Linked DNA regions of Ovis aries: region 1 is linked to region 2. Evidence: chromatin contacts called from public Hi-C data. All regions are on one chromosome and are shown on one strand. The core of a region is the stretch at or near the end of the contact, and the rest is flanking DNA. Distances in the headings are between cores, read along the strand shown. Region 1 holds the start of LOC121819183. Region 2 overlaps PPM1H (protein phosphatase, Mg2+/Mn2+ dependent 1H).

What was found. A called contact is a pair of places that touch in the nucleus more often than the background predicts.
Region 1: a contact with region 2 is called in a Hi-C map of hypothalamus, with 2.9 times the contacts expected there. The contact joins the promoter of LOC121819183 here to the enhancer-like site in region 2. A contact is called at or near these places in 3 of 16 Hi-C or Micro-C datasets (hypothalamus, mesenteric adipose tissue and tail adipose tissue).

The regions. Positions count from the first base shown.
Region 1 is chr3:157,103,593-157,109,639 of ARS-UI_Ramb_v3.0, forward strand. LOC121819183 reads right to left here and starts at 4,364. Exons shown (of 2, transcript XM_060413671.1): 1 at 4,359-4,364; 2 at 2,734-4,311. The coding sequence starts at 4,364. The coding sequence ends at 3,103. MIRLET7I (microRNA let-7i) reads right to left here and starts at 3,435; the gene lies at 3,352-3,435.
Region 2 is chr3:156,990,403-156,997,258 of ARS-UI_Ramb_v3.0, forward strand. The region is part of intron 6 of PPM1H (protein phosphatase, Mg2+/Mn2+ dependent 1H); the gene reads left to right. Among named protein-coding and RNA genes, the nearest start is that of MIRLET7I, 110 kb to the right of the region's middle. Within about 2 kb of position 2,894, at least 20 of the 54 cell types and tissues checked have an H3K27ac peak or open chromatin away from gene starts, as enhancers often do. A contact at or near this core is called in hypothalamus, where this site is marked.

The DNA.
Region 1 (6,047 bases), core at 3,114-5,613, 110 kb after region 2:
TCTGTGCTGCGGTTCATGGGGTTGCAAAGAGTCGGACACGACTGAGTGACTAAACTAACTGTAAAGTGAAAATCTAAATACAAGTAACTCTCAACTTCAGATGATAAAAAGTACTCTATTCCATGTAAAACTAACAGTGTTTCTCTTAACAAATTTGGATAACATCGGCACATATTACAGCAGATAATACAAGGCTAAAATGTAAGCCAGTCAGAGCATCACTGAGAATAAACCGCAATTGTAATGCTCAACTTGAAGACTCCAATTGCACTTTTAGAATGACTATTAGAGGCAACAAACATCAAAACCTCTAAGTTACAGTTATCTATTCTAAGTGCTCCATACTTCTCTCCCCTCAGCTCTTTTACCCACTTTTTCTGCCAAGTCTCAAAAGGTAACCTAGGTCACTAATGCTTCTCTCACCTGCCCACACTTTGATTCTTAAGTACTTGGGGTCCTATCTTTTCTAGCTGCATTGACCTTTGTGGCAGTGATCCAGCGAATTATTGTGCTTTTCCCCCACAGTGCCTCAGAGTGATAACAAAAATACGTGGTGAACTGTGTTAGACAATCATTTGAGTGGTTTTAATATTTCTATCTGAATCAGCTAGCTATCAGTGACTTCAATGACATTTTAGATTTTATGACAATGGTCCTCATTCTCCTCTTGGGTATTACCGATCTGGCCTAATTCACTTTTGAAGATGACTGTCCTATTTTTCTTTTGTTACAGAAATTACAGAAAGGAGTCTTAATTTGGAGGAAGTAAAGTAGTATCTCTTACCCGTTTCTTCCACCCCACACTATGGAGGTAGTGGGTGTAACACACAAGAGGGAGAAAGAATGGGCAGTTAATGAAGAAATCAAAGTCTTCTTGGCACCTAGTTCCCACACACTGAAGAGCTAATCTCTGCTGTCAGGTTCCTCTGGCAAAAATTCTTCTGAGCCCACTCCACAAGATGCAATGTCTTATGTATACCCTGGCTCACCTACCAAAAGGCAATTTCATGTTTAAATACCTTATAAACAAAATTTTTATATGTAAGATTAACAAATAGGAATTCTGACTTTAAATCATAAGACAGAACTCTTCCCTAAGAATCTTCTCCAGGTGTTTCATACACAAAATTAACATCTTTATTTCCAGTAATTTGAAACAACATTTATTAAAATGTTATTACCATAACTCAGCTTTCCTTTGGTCTGGCACTTATTGAGGACACCCAAAATATTGCTTTATTCTTTCCCATCAGTGGTTTTCTGCTATTACAAATTTCAGTGTTTGACAACAGATCAACAAAAAAGTTAATAACACCAAGTAAATGTCAAAAATATCAACTGCAAAATTGTACTTTTGACAAAGCAATTTCATCTTTGTAGTAAACTGTCAATAGTAAAAATGTTCAGCAGGTAATTTTCATCAATGTACAGAAATAGTAAAGTGAAATTCATGAAAGGCTAATTTTTAAAACTAGAGATTAGGGTAGAAATATAACTACGGTACTAAAAACAAGTTGGTTGGGGCAGTATCTTCTTTGTAATTTAGCAAACAAGAAAAACATATGGAAGTACTTTATATCCAACAACTCAAAATGTTCCTAATATGTGGGCAATTCTGGATGAAATTTACTTTAAAAGCAGAGGATAAACTATGAATACTTTGTACATCCACTTCAGCTTCCTACCTGATGTCTATTCAAGTTCAATAAATTACTGGCAGAATCGGTAACACTTTGGGGTACAAATTAACAACTGTTGATCCCCTATAAAATGTTCTACAGTATAATGGAAAGATGAGGACCTGTGGGATGAGGATTACCTTGGTTGCTTGGATGAACTGTTCTGGGAAATGAAAATTAGAATTTTATTAGCTTCTCTGTAAATCAAGATTTTACATAGCACCCAGAGACTTTCATCCTTTAAAAGAACTGGCACTTAATAAAATCTAAATTTACTTTGCTCTTTGATATCAAAAGATAGCAAACTCAAAAAGCCAACGTTCAGATATTTTATGCGTTTTAAGATTTAGTCAATAAAAGGTTCTCTACTGTCCTTCCCACAATGAGGCAGCTCCATCCAGACCAGATCAGACTGAGTAAGGTTATCTCAAAAAGCTAAACCAAACTAAATCAAGACACACTTATTAGATCACTTTTGAATTATGAAAGCAACAAACTCTTGCTGGAGGGGACTAACAGGATTCAGTTGGCTTAAAAAATTTTTCTCCTTACATGTGCCTTTTTCTAGGCAAAGAACTGCCTTATTTTTCTCAATTATGCATCCAAAATTAAACCATAGAATGCTTGTGATTACACCATTCAAAGTTAATTCTTCTACACAAATCAAAACCAGATCTGTTTTCTAAGGAAAGTATTAAAATTTACCACTAATTTTTCTCAGGGAAATTAAAATTTTAAAAGTACAATCATCATCTTTTTCTACCCAGATCTCGGAGTATTTAAAATACCAAGTCATTTCATTAGTTTTCCAAACTACGTTTTATTAAAAACTGAGGGAACAGTGGTCCCTCACAAATTAAAATGGAAAATATTAAGATTTTTAAACTCAGAGTATCCACAAACCACACTTTTAGCGCCTACCTAGATCCTTTCCTCCCACACTGATGAGCAACGACTATACAGCATGAGAATCAAAGGCCAAAAGCCACCACCACCACACTGGCACAAGGAGCCCCCAAAGGTAAATTAAAAAACAAAACAAAACAACACAGCATACTGTAAAAAGAATTTATTTGCCTCATACATTTAAAAAAAACCTCAACAGAGCGTTTAACTATAAATTCAATCTTCTCATTCAAGGAGCTGCAAAACAAAGTTTAAACAGAAACTTTTAATTGCTTTGGGTTTATATTTTGAAAACTCTTAGATTTACAGAGGGAACATACCAAATAAACAAAATCGAAATGTTAAGGCATAAACTTTAATGGGTCGACTATTCTACCCCCTATGCCGGTTCTGCACGAGGTACCTCACGCAAATCCGATTCATAAAGAATGAAGTGCGCAAAATACGCACTAACTAAATCGTGCATCAACTACTGAAAGAAGCGTTCAAATTATTTAGGATGGTAAAGTTATCCGTGTCAATTACTCAATTTCATTCCTTCCTTCAAAAGCAAATAGCGGATCCAGAGATTTAGGTCTTCCCCCAGCTTTACAAAAGTCCCTGTCCGCCCCCGTCCCCGCAATTCCTTCCTCCCTCCGGGAAACCATACAACTAACGGTTTCCGTGGCGGTCGCTGAGGCCGGGGCTCCGCGGGCTGCCCCCGCGCCCCGGAAAACAAAGGGGATTCCCAGCCATTGTCCTCCGCGGCGCTGAGCATCACCAGCACTAGCAAGGCAGTAGCTTGCGCAGTTATCTCCACAGCGGGCAATGTCACAACCCGACCAACAGCACAAACTACTACCTCAGCCAGGGCCATGGTGTCGGGGAGGCACCGGACCACGCTGAGGCGAGCGAAGCGACTCCGGTGCTCCTCCGTCGTTCCTCCGCCGCCGCCGCCGCCGACCCCGCGCCCCTGCTCTTCGCCGCGCCGCGCCTGCAGACCCCGCCCAGCGCCGCGCCGCTCGGCCGCACCCCGGGAGCTCCCGGCATCTTCGCGGCGCCGGCGCCCGGGGGAGGCCGAGCCAGGGTCCTCTACGTAACCGAGCGCTCTGGAGAGAAAAGGTGCCCAGAGGTCCTGTCCCAGGCAGCCGCTCCCTCTGCCGCCCCGAGGGGACGCCGTCCCCCAGGCCGCTCGACAGCAGGAAATGGGCGGCAAAAGCGCAGCCGGCGCCTGCGGGACCCGGACCATTCCAGTGAGGCAGCGAGCAGCGCTCCCGCGCTTCGCCCGTCGCGAGCTCCGAGCCGTCTCCACCGCGCTCCCGCCACGTCTCCGGGACGTACCGCCCGCGCCCCTCCCCGCCCCGCGGTGGGGGCTGGGTGGCGGCTGGGGCCCACGGGCGCCGCGCTCTCGGCACACGCGCGCGGGGCCGGCTCTCCGCTCGGTAGAACGCCCGGGGCGCTTCCTGCGGAGGCGGACAGCGGCTCCGGCGCCGCGGCCAGAAAACCCAGGCACAGCCCGGAAGTCCCCAGGCCACCCGCTCCTCAGTACCCTTCGGGGAAATCCCGTGCCCCTCTGCAGGAGGCGAGAAGAAAACAAACAAAAACCCCGTAAAACTGAAACCGGGCCGGGCTGCGGGATGGGTGGCAGCGGCGAGAGCCCGGCGCCCACGGACACACGCCCCGTCTCGCGCTCCGCTGCTCCAGTGAGTCGGTCGAACCATAGAGACCACTTAAGGAGGCTCGCGCGCTACTCCCCACCACGTGACCGCCCCGCTAGGCCGCACCCCCCCGCGCCGCCATCTTACATCCGGGACAGAAGCGGCGTCCCTTTCCCCGCCTTGGCAAAATTCGACGTGTCACTAGAAATCAGCCCCCAAAGGGGGAACCCGGATTCCACGTCACCAAAGTGCTGAGGGCGCGGGCTGCGCTCCCCACGCCGCTTAACGGGGCAAAAGTGGAGCCGCTAACTTCTCCCGGTGTTTGTCCGCAAAGAAAATGGCGGCACTTACCGCCGTCTAAGTGGACACGTTGTACTCTGGCTGAGGTTTAAAGTTTCTGGCACCTCCTTTCGCATCTAGCAAGGACACCGCAACATGCGCTCCACCCCGCGGCGTGGCCGCTGCGCCACATTCCGCAGAAAACCGGCGGGAAAGCTGCTGCACTGCCCGCTTTAATGCGCAGGCTCCTGAGACTTGTGGGTGGGTTTTTTTTTTTTTTAAGGCCAAGTTTGGGAAAAGGCCTACTACCCTGAGCTCCATCTGCTTTGGGGCCAGGCGAGTTTCTTTTTGCCTCCCATTTTGAGACTTTTGTGAAGTTAAATCGGTGTGAAGAAAAAGCAGGCAGGGGCTGCCAATTAAGATTCACAGAACGTCTAATTCGAGTTTCGGATAAACGAATTATTTTTTAGTATATGTATGTCCCCTATACTAAAAATGTTTGAACTTGGAATATAGCTAGTGTCCTGTACTTTTACGTAAATCTGGCAATACTGTTAGTCATCACCCTCCTGAAAATCCAGACCACATAAGAAAAATAAGGAATGGGGGAACTGAGTGTGTTCAGACTTGAGACTGCTTCTGCGCAGGCTTTGATCCCTTCATGAGAGGCAGAGGGCTAAGGTCCAGACTCCAAACCACACACAAGGGACATCCATGCATAACTGCTTTTGGGAACAATAGGTATTCTTTACCTTTAAAGCAGCACAATGTAACCTTGATAACCTCTCAGCCAGAGAATCTCTTTGCAAGTAAAAGATTACATAATACTGGCTTTTCATTTCTATTCTATTTAGTATTGGTAATGGGACACAGTTTAAAAAAATTTTTTTGACTATGCTGCGTCTTTTATTGCTGCGCGGGCTTTTCGCTAGTTGCAGGGGCCAGGGGTTACTCTCTAGTTGCCATGCCTGGCCTCATTGTGGCTTCTCTTGTAGCAGAATCCAGGCTCTAGGGCATACGGGCTTCAGTAATCCCCGCAGGTGGTCTCAATGGTTGGTGCTGCCCGCCTGTAGAGCGCAGAGTGGTTGTCACCTCGGGGCTTGCTTGTTCCCCTAGCATGTGGGATCTTCCCAGATCAGGGATCCAACTCCTGTCTCCTGCATTGACAAGCAGATTTTTTTTTTTTTTTTAAATACTGCTGAGCCACCAAAGAAGCCTGGAACACAATTTATTGAACAAAGTTTCAAATTAAAAAGCAACCTGCCTGACATGTTTCAAAATAAAATTTGTAGTATGCAAATTAAGACATACACTTGGTTTGGTGTGTTTTTGTTTTTGTTTTTTTCTGCCCCAGGTGGCACTTGTGATACCTTCTTATTTCCCTGACTAGGAATCAAACCCCGGGCCCTTGACAGTGAAAGCAGGGAGTCCTAACTAAGGAATTCCCTAAAATATACTTGGGTATGCCCACTAACTGCCCAATCCCAGTGTCATGCCTCCTGTATGCATTTTAAAGCAAACGCTTAAGTTTGCCTTGATGTGCAAT
Region 2 (6,856 bases), core at 1,644-4,143:
TAAGAGAGGGAGAATGACCAGGAGAGAAAGCAGATTCAGATATCTAGAGAAAAATTATCATAGAAATATGGATATGAGATCTCCAGAGCCAAATAGAGGGATGGAAGCAGAAAGCAGAGAAAGCAAGGAAATAAACAAGAAACTAGATGGTTTTGGTCAAGGGATAAATGTAAGGGGTAAGTCATCAGTTACTCTAATTATAGTGGTCTGTCAGCCCCCAGAGGGGCAGCCCAGTGCCTCATCCTGTGCCTGACGTGTAGTTGACAGGCTGTGATTATTGGATGAAAGGTGTGATTGACAGAAGTGGATGGGGGTGGCGGACACACAGATGGTTGATGGGAAGGGTAGGAATGAGAAGCCAGCACACAAGCCATGTTGAGCTTGAGGCAAGGCTGTTTGTATTTTCTTTCTTTGCCAAAAAGGCAAATTAGATCTCAGCAGTCACAACAAACTTGGTAAACAAATGGCTAAAGATTACCCCCTTTTACAGTTTTTTTTAAATGTAGATAAGTTCAGGATTAGATTCCATCCAGGTTTATACACACACAGTTACTCTCTTTTGCTCTCTATCTAACATACAGGCACACACATGCATTGGCAAGGTCTTTAGCAAGTGAACAGTCCATAAATGGGCTGTATTTAACTGTGCAGAACTCCACAGAAGGTACCGAATAACCGAGAAGCCAAGACTGAGAATGGCTTCAGTCAGATGTGATTTGCTCATTTGTTTCAGCAAAGTTCCCTACATGATTGTTGGCTCCCAACTTTGGCTACAAGCAGAGATTGATGGACATCTTTGTTTATCTCCTATCTGTTGTTACTTAGGATTTGAAAGTGACACTTATGGAAAAGGAGAGATCTATCTTTGTTGGAAGAAGTTGGGAAGTTTAAAACCAATTTAGACTACTGCCTATGTAAACTCCTTCTGCCCACCTCCCAGCTTTAATGAGTTCTTTTAAAGAATGTTTTTTTACCTCTAACGGAAAGCCTCAAACCTAGCAGTTATTTTTTCAGGACTTAAGAAACATGGACTCCCGGTTTCCTATTTTTCTGAGTTGTCTATTAGAAAGAGAAAGGCTGGCAAATGAATTAAACAGAAAGAGGCAAGGATCTGCAGCCTCTTTTTCCATGAAAGCCCCAAATTACTGCCAAGGTGTTGGGATTGGTTGAAGGTGGACTGGTGGGTGTTGGGAATGCATCGTGCTCAAGAAGACAGGTAAGTCCTCACCCCAGCCCTCCTTTATGTTTCTTGGCTTCAGAATTAGTCTTGGCCTGTGAACTTGTAAACCTTTCTAACAAGTAAGGGTTCATCCATTGCCAAGCTGTTGAAACTTTGTAGCAAAGACCTAGTTGTGGAAATGTTTATCTGCCTGCTTGTCCCTACTGGTCATGGGGCTGGTTCACAGTGATGAGACCTTTACACACTTCCTATGAACTAGGTCCATTTTACAGATGAGGAGACTGAGGCACATGGGCCAAGTTGCTCAAGGTCATACAACTTGTAAGGAGAGAAGCCAGTCTGTGAACCAGGGTGACCTCACTTCAGGGGTACACTGTTCAGTCTGGTGCTAAACTGTCAAATGCCCAAAGAGGAGTCCTCCTCCTCATTCCCATTTTGCAGCTGAGCAAATTAAGGCTCAGAGGGATTAAGAGGCTTACACTTACTTAAGTGGCCATGAATGCAAAAATGTCAGAATAACCCAGGCTTCTGATTCTTAGCCTGGAGCTCTTTCTGATACAATGGATCAACTTTTCTTCAGAGTGAGATTAAACGTGATTATTCAGTTCTGAGCTGCGGTGGAAATTTAAGCAGGGGACCTCCATCTACCAGGATCAGTGTCTCCTTGCCAGCCCTTTAGAGGACAAGAGGATGAAATAAAACATTTCAGGAGCTGCCGAGGTAGTCATTTTTCCAGTTCTCAATCTGACCCAATGGACTGTTGGCCAAATTAAACTGTGATGCTTCACACTCGTCACTAAAAGTCTGTGTGTGGTTTGGGGGTGGTGATGATGGGGACGATCCCCAAAGCACCAGATTTCCTTTATTTAGGAAAATCGACTGCTCTCATTAGAGGAGCATCCTGCCAGCTTTCTGTGGTGTGTCTGCAGCCGGGAGGAAGTGTGGGAGAGGATGTCAGCTCCGGGAAGCCCGCTCTCATAATTAAGGATGAGTCTGTTGCCTTCTGATGGGGATTCTTTCTCTCCCACCCTCGTGCTTTCTCGGAGACCATGGAGCTTGGCAGGCCCAGATTGTATAGAGGACAAAAGGTTATTGTCACCCAGACCTTCCTAATGAAATCTGTCTCGTCCCTGGCTCCCCTACCTCCTTTCTGCTCAGATAGTTTGCACAGTGGTTTGATTTACGAAGGCTTTTTTTTTCTCTCTCTCTTTTTTAAAAATTATTTTATAAATAGATCAAGTTTTGTATCTTTTGTTTTTGTGTGTTTTGTTTTTTACTGTGGTGGGTGGGTCTTTGTTGGTATGCGGGCTTCCCTCTGTGGCTCCTCTTGTTGTGGAGCGCGAGCTCTAGGACATGCGGGCTTCAGTAGTTGCAGCTCCCAGGCTCTAGAGCCCAGACTCAGTAGTTGGGACACACACGCATAGTTACCCTGCAGCATGGGGGATCTTCCCAGACCAGGGATTGAACCCATGTCTCCTGCGCTGGCAGGCAGATTCTTTACCTCTGAGCCACCAGGGAAGCCCCACAAAGGCGTTTTCTAACAGCACTCTGGATGCTGAGTCAGTCCCTGACATGTCCCAGCTCTCACCTTCTGTGCTGGATGTCCTCGGTCCTGGCGCCAGAACCTTGGCCTTGGACTTGGTATGAGCCGTGTCCCTCCTCCCCAGCCCTTTGTGTGGAGCTGCTGTCTGTTGCACGATGCTCACTAGCTGGCATTGTGAGCCCAGCGTCCTGACCCACTCCCCTCTGAGCCGTCTCAGGCCGTTATTTGCTGGCAAGCATCTGTGTTCCCGAGTTAAAACAACAGTTTCTCACAGCTGGCTTTGTGGCACCAAGTGCCCGCTCCTGTGACTGCGGGTGATTTCGCTTTCTCGTGTAGGATCTGTGTTCTTTGTGCTTTGTGTCTGGCCGCATGGGGTGATGAGCAAGGCTGGGCCCCCACACACACACCCCAGAGCACACGGGAGGGGGCCATAGCTTCACCCCTGGCTTTGGGCCAGACTCTCCAGCAGCTGTTCCTGGGCTGATGGGATTTGTTGAGAGCGAGGGCCAAAGAGGACAAGTCCATCGTGTGAATGCAAGATTGCTTCCAGATGGTTCTGGTTAACAGTAAAGTACACCAAAATTCTTTCTTTAAGCAAAGCCATTTTAACGTTTATAATGGTCTTATTTCAGGGACCAGTAACATGAGATGGCATGGCTTACTTAGGAAAGAGAGTGCTGCTTGGGCACCAGTCCTCACTCTGCCGCGGTTCTGGGGCCCTGGGCAAATCCCAAGCCTAGGGTCTCTTGTTCATAAAATACTTCCTGTGCCCTTCTCTGCCAGCCTCCAGTGGGGGTGGGCTTTGCACTGCTTTTCCGAGCTTCTGAAAAAGACAGATTCCATTAGGAAAATTCCAGTGATGGTAACGTTTCATTTCTGTCTCTTGCAGCCCTTAACTCTTTTGTGATTCCGACTTGATGATGCATCAGGGTAATTGTTCCCTCCTCTACTTCCTTGAAACTGAGAGCTGATAAATTAGAGGCTTTCCCCTGGGAACAGAGTGCCGTCCACCGCCATTTTCTTCTCTCAGCACTCACTACCTTTATGAAGGCAAAGGGAAACTTTTCTGTTCCGTGTCCTCTCCGGCAGAGTGGCCACTAGCCCCCAGGGACCATTTCAATCTAAATTAGTTAAAATTAATTAAAAGTAAAAATTGGTTTCCCACGTCACAGCAGCCGCATCTCAGTTGTTCAGTGGCCACGTATGGCTCGTGGCTACTGAGGTGGACGTGGCAGATATAGAACATTTCCATCATCACATAAAGTCTTAGCAGATGGCACTGCAGTCTAGGTAATGTAAGGGTTTAACTGGGGTGGAGGGCAATGCCGGGAGCTGTCTGTAATTGAACAACCCAGTAGCAAGGAGTTAAAAAGACAGCTGAGCCAAGATGGGGAGAGCAGAATGTTGTGGCCGTGCTCTGTGGCTTCTGACCCTGCTGCTGCTGGACTCCAAGTCCAGAAGTGGGAGATGGGCTTTCCTCTACTCTTCAGACCTTCGGGGGCAAAGGTCATTGTGTTTAGGGATGTCTGGTCTGCAGCCATCCCTCTCTGGCAAGCCTGCTGACCATTCCATCTGCCCTGGTCAGTAACACACCTCCCTCCTCCAGCCCCTCTCCACCACCTCCTAGACTGTGCTAGCCGTTGGCACTTTTATTCATCTTGTTTTTTTCTTTCACTTCTTGGAGAATATTTCAGACCCTGAGGATCGGTTTGAAAAGCAGCTTCACTCGCAACCCTTTTCCTTTCTGGTTGAGGCTGACATTTATTCTCAGTGTGAAGCCTGGAGCCCAGCTCCGGGTTGAGCGTTGCAGCCCCCCAGCATTGGGCTTCTTACCAGCCATGCAAATGTCTTCTGGAGAGAAACTCACCAGAGGCACCCCCAGCGTGGTGCAGAGCTGCTGGGTCAGGTTCCACAAATAGTTTAGTGTCTTCCACCTTCTTCTTCATTGCTCTTTTCAATGCCCTCTGATGGTGCATTCAGGCAGGCTGGCAGGGAATGGGATAAGCAGATTGAGAAATGCCACAGAATGCTTTATGAAGCCAGCTCCAGAGCTGTACCCGCGTTTTAATATAAATTGATTTATTGAACCAAGCACAGAAGCCCTGTTACAGAAACCCCAGGCTGTGTCCTCCTGAGGACCACCTAAAAAAGCAGCCCCAACTGACACTCCTCATTAGCTTTTCCACTGATCCCCAGGCAGTTTTGAAAGGGACAGTGTCCCTCCTTTGGGCTGAATTTATATGTTGGCCATGCCTGTGGGTCTAATTAGCTCAGCATTATTAGTCCTGCTCAGAAAGCTTGCGTTTCCTAGCAGCTTGACTTTTGAGTTTTCAAGAGTAATTGGAAAATTCAAACTCCGTCCTCCTCCTCTTCTTGATTTTAATCACCTTTAACCCAGTCTTTGGAAATTTACCTGCAGAAGTCCCTGACTCCCGTGGTTGAGGTGCGTGCAGTCCCTCCTTGGTGCAAATCCTGACATTACTGTGGGGCCATAGACTTCACCAAGGAGGCTTTTTATACTCACCAGAGAAATAGCACATTTTAATTTTATAATCACTTCACGAGAAAGCAGGCCATTCCTGAGTTAAACCTGGGATTCATTTCCTCCCAGCCACTTGTATTTTCATAATTTAATGATTATGGGCCACCTTGGCTGCAGTCTGATGGTGGAAAGCAATCTGGAAATCAGAGTTAATGGAGAGAGGAGGGGTTTGGATGGCATCTCAGAGAATTTTAACCCCAGACCTCGGAAGACTGTAGTAGATTGGGGGTTGGCCGGGACAGGGATTAGGTTCCTGAGGAGCCCCCTTGTTCCCAGCTCGGTGGGGCCCGGGCTGAAGGCAGAGCGGGTCAGCCCCGCGTCGGGAGGGGCTTCTCCCATGATCCGCAAGCTGCGATGGTGAATGGATGTTTTCGAGGTGCGTGCTCTGCATTTTTTCAAGGTTTGCAGCTCTGGCTGCAGGAGCAGCAGGGAGCAAAGCCAACCCTGCTGTGGGCAGCACATCTCCCGACAGTGACAAATGACCCCTTGCTCCTCGCCCTCCTCCCGCCGCTCTGTCCATGAGGCCAGTGGAGGCTGAGAGATCTTTACAGATGGTTGGGAATCGAGACAGACCGGCGTGGTCAGCCCACGGGGAGGAGAAAGAAAAGAAACGCCCAGTCAGCCTGCCCCGCTGTGATCGTCCACACACTCTTTCCGCATCCACAGCCTCTCACTCTGCTCTACTGATTGGTATAGATGTCTTGTTCCTGAAGTGGTCAAACCACTTCCGAGCATTTTCCCCCCTCGGACCCTGTGAACAGTCGCACACTTGTCTGTAGTCCTTCATTTACCCCCAGGCATCAGGTCTCTGCCACTTCTCCCCCAGTGAGTGCTGTTTGCAGGCACACAGTACAAGTGAGGGGGTGTCTTAGCTCCAGGTCATCTGGGGGAAGTTTGAGGATGTCAAGTGCTTGCCCGCATCCCTGTGAAAATAGGCAGTGTCCTGTTAGCCAAGGAACCCCAGGGCACACTTGTTTCTGTTTTCGACAAACCTTTTTTGTACATCTGCAGCATGTTAGACATTGAGTCGTAGTTAAGAACAAGGGATGTGGAGCCAGACTGCGGGCTGGGATAGGGACCAGGTGTGGCTGGGACAAAGCACGTCACCTCTCTCTTCCTCAGCTTCCTCGTACGAACATGGGGCTAACGGCAGAACCTAATAATCGGATGGTATGACTTGGTCAGTGTATCGAACGAAGCTGGCGTTTAATAAGTGCTGTCTGTGTCTGGTAATATAATCATTAGATGTGATGGAAGCTGGAAGAGTCAGCAAGATCTGATCCTTGCCCTGGATTATACAGCCTAATAATGTGTGTTGAGATGCTCGTTTCCCAATTGTAACGAGAGGCTAGAAACTGAAAGGAAAAAAGAAGGCAGTTTAGAGAAGCAGGAGGCTGAAGGGGTGCTGGCCACTTCCGTGGGGCAAGTCTGTCCCACAGCCACTGTGCCGGCTTAACTGTGAGGAGAGTTGAGTATGCTAGGAAGCCCCTCTGTCCCTGGAAGCTGCTGTATAGTGATTATTTTATTGGGGTGGGGGGTTGTGTTTTTTGTTTGTTTGTTTTAAATCTATTCATGGACTTTGCATCCGCCT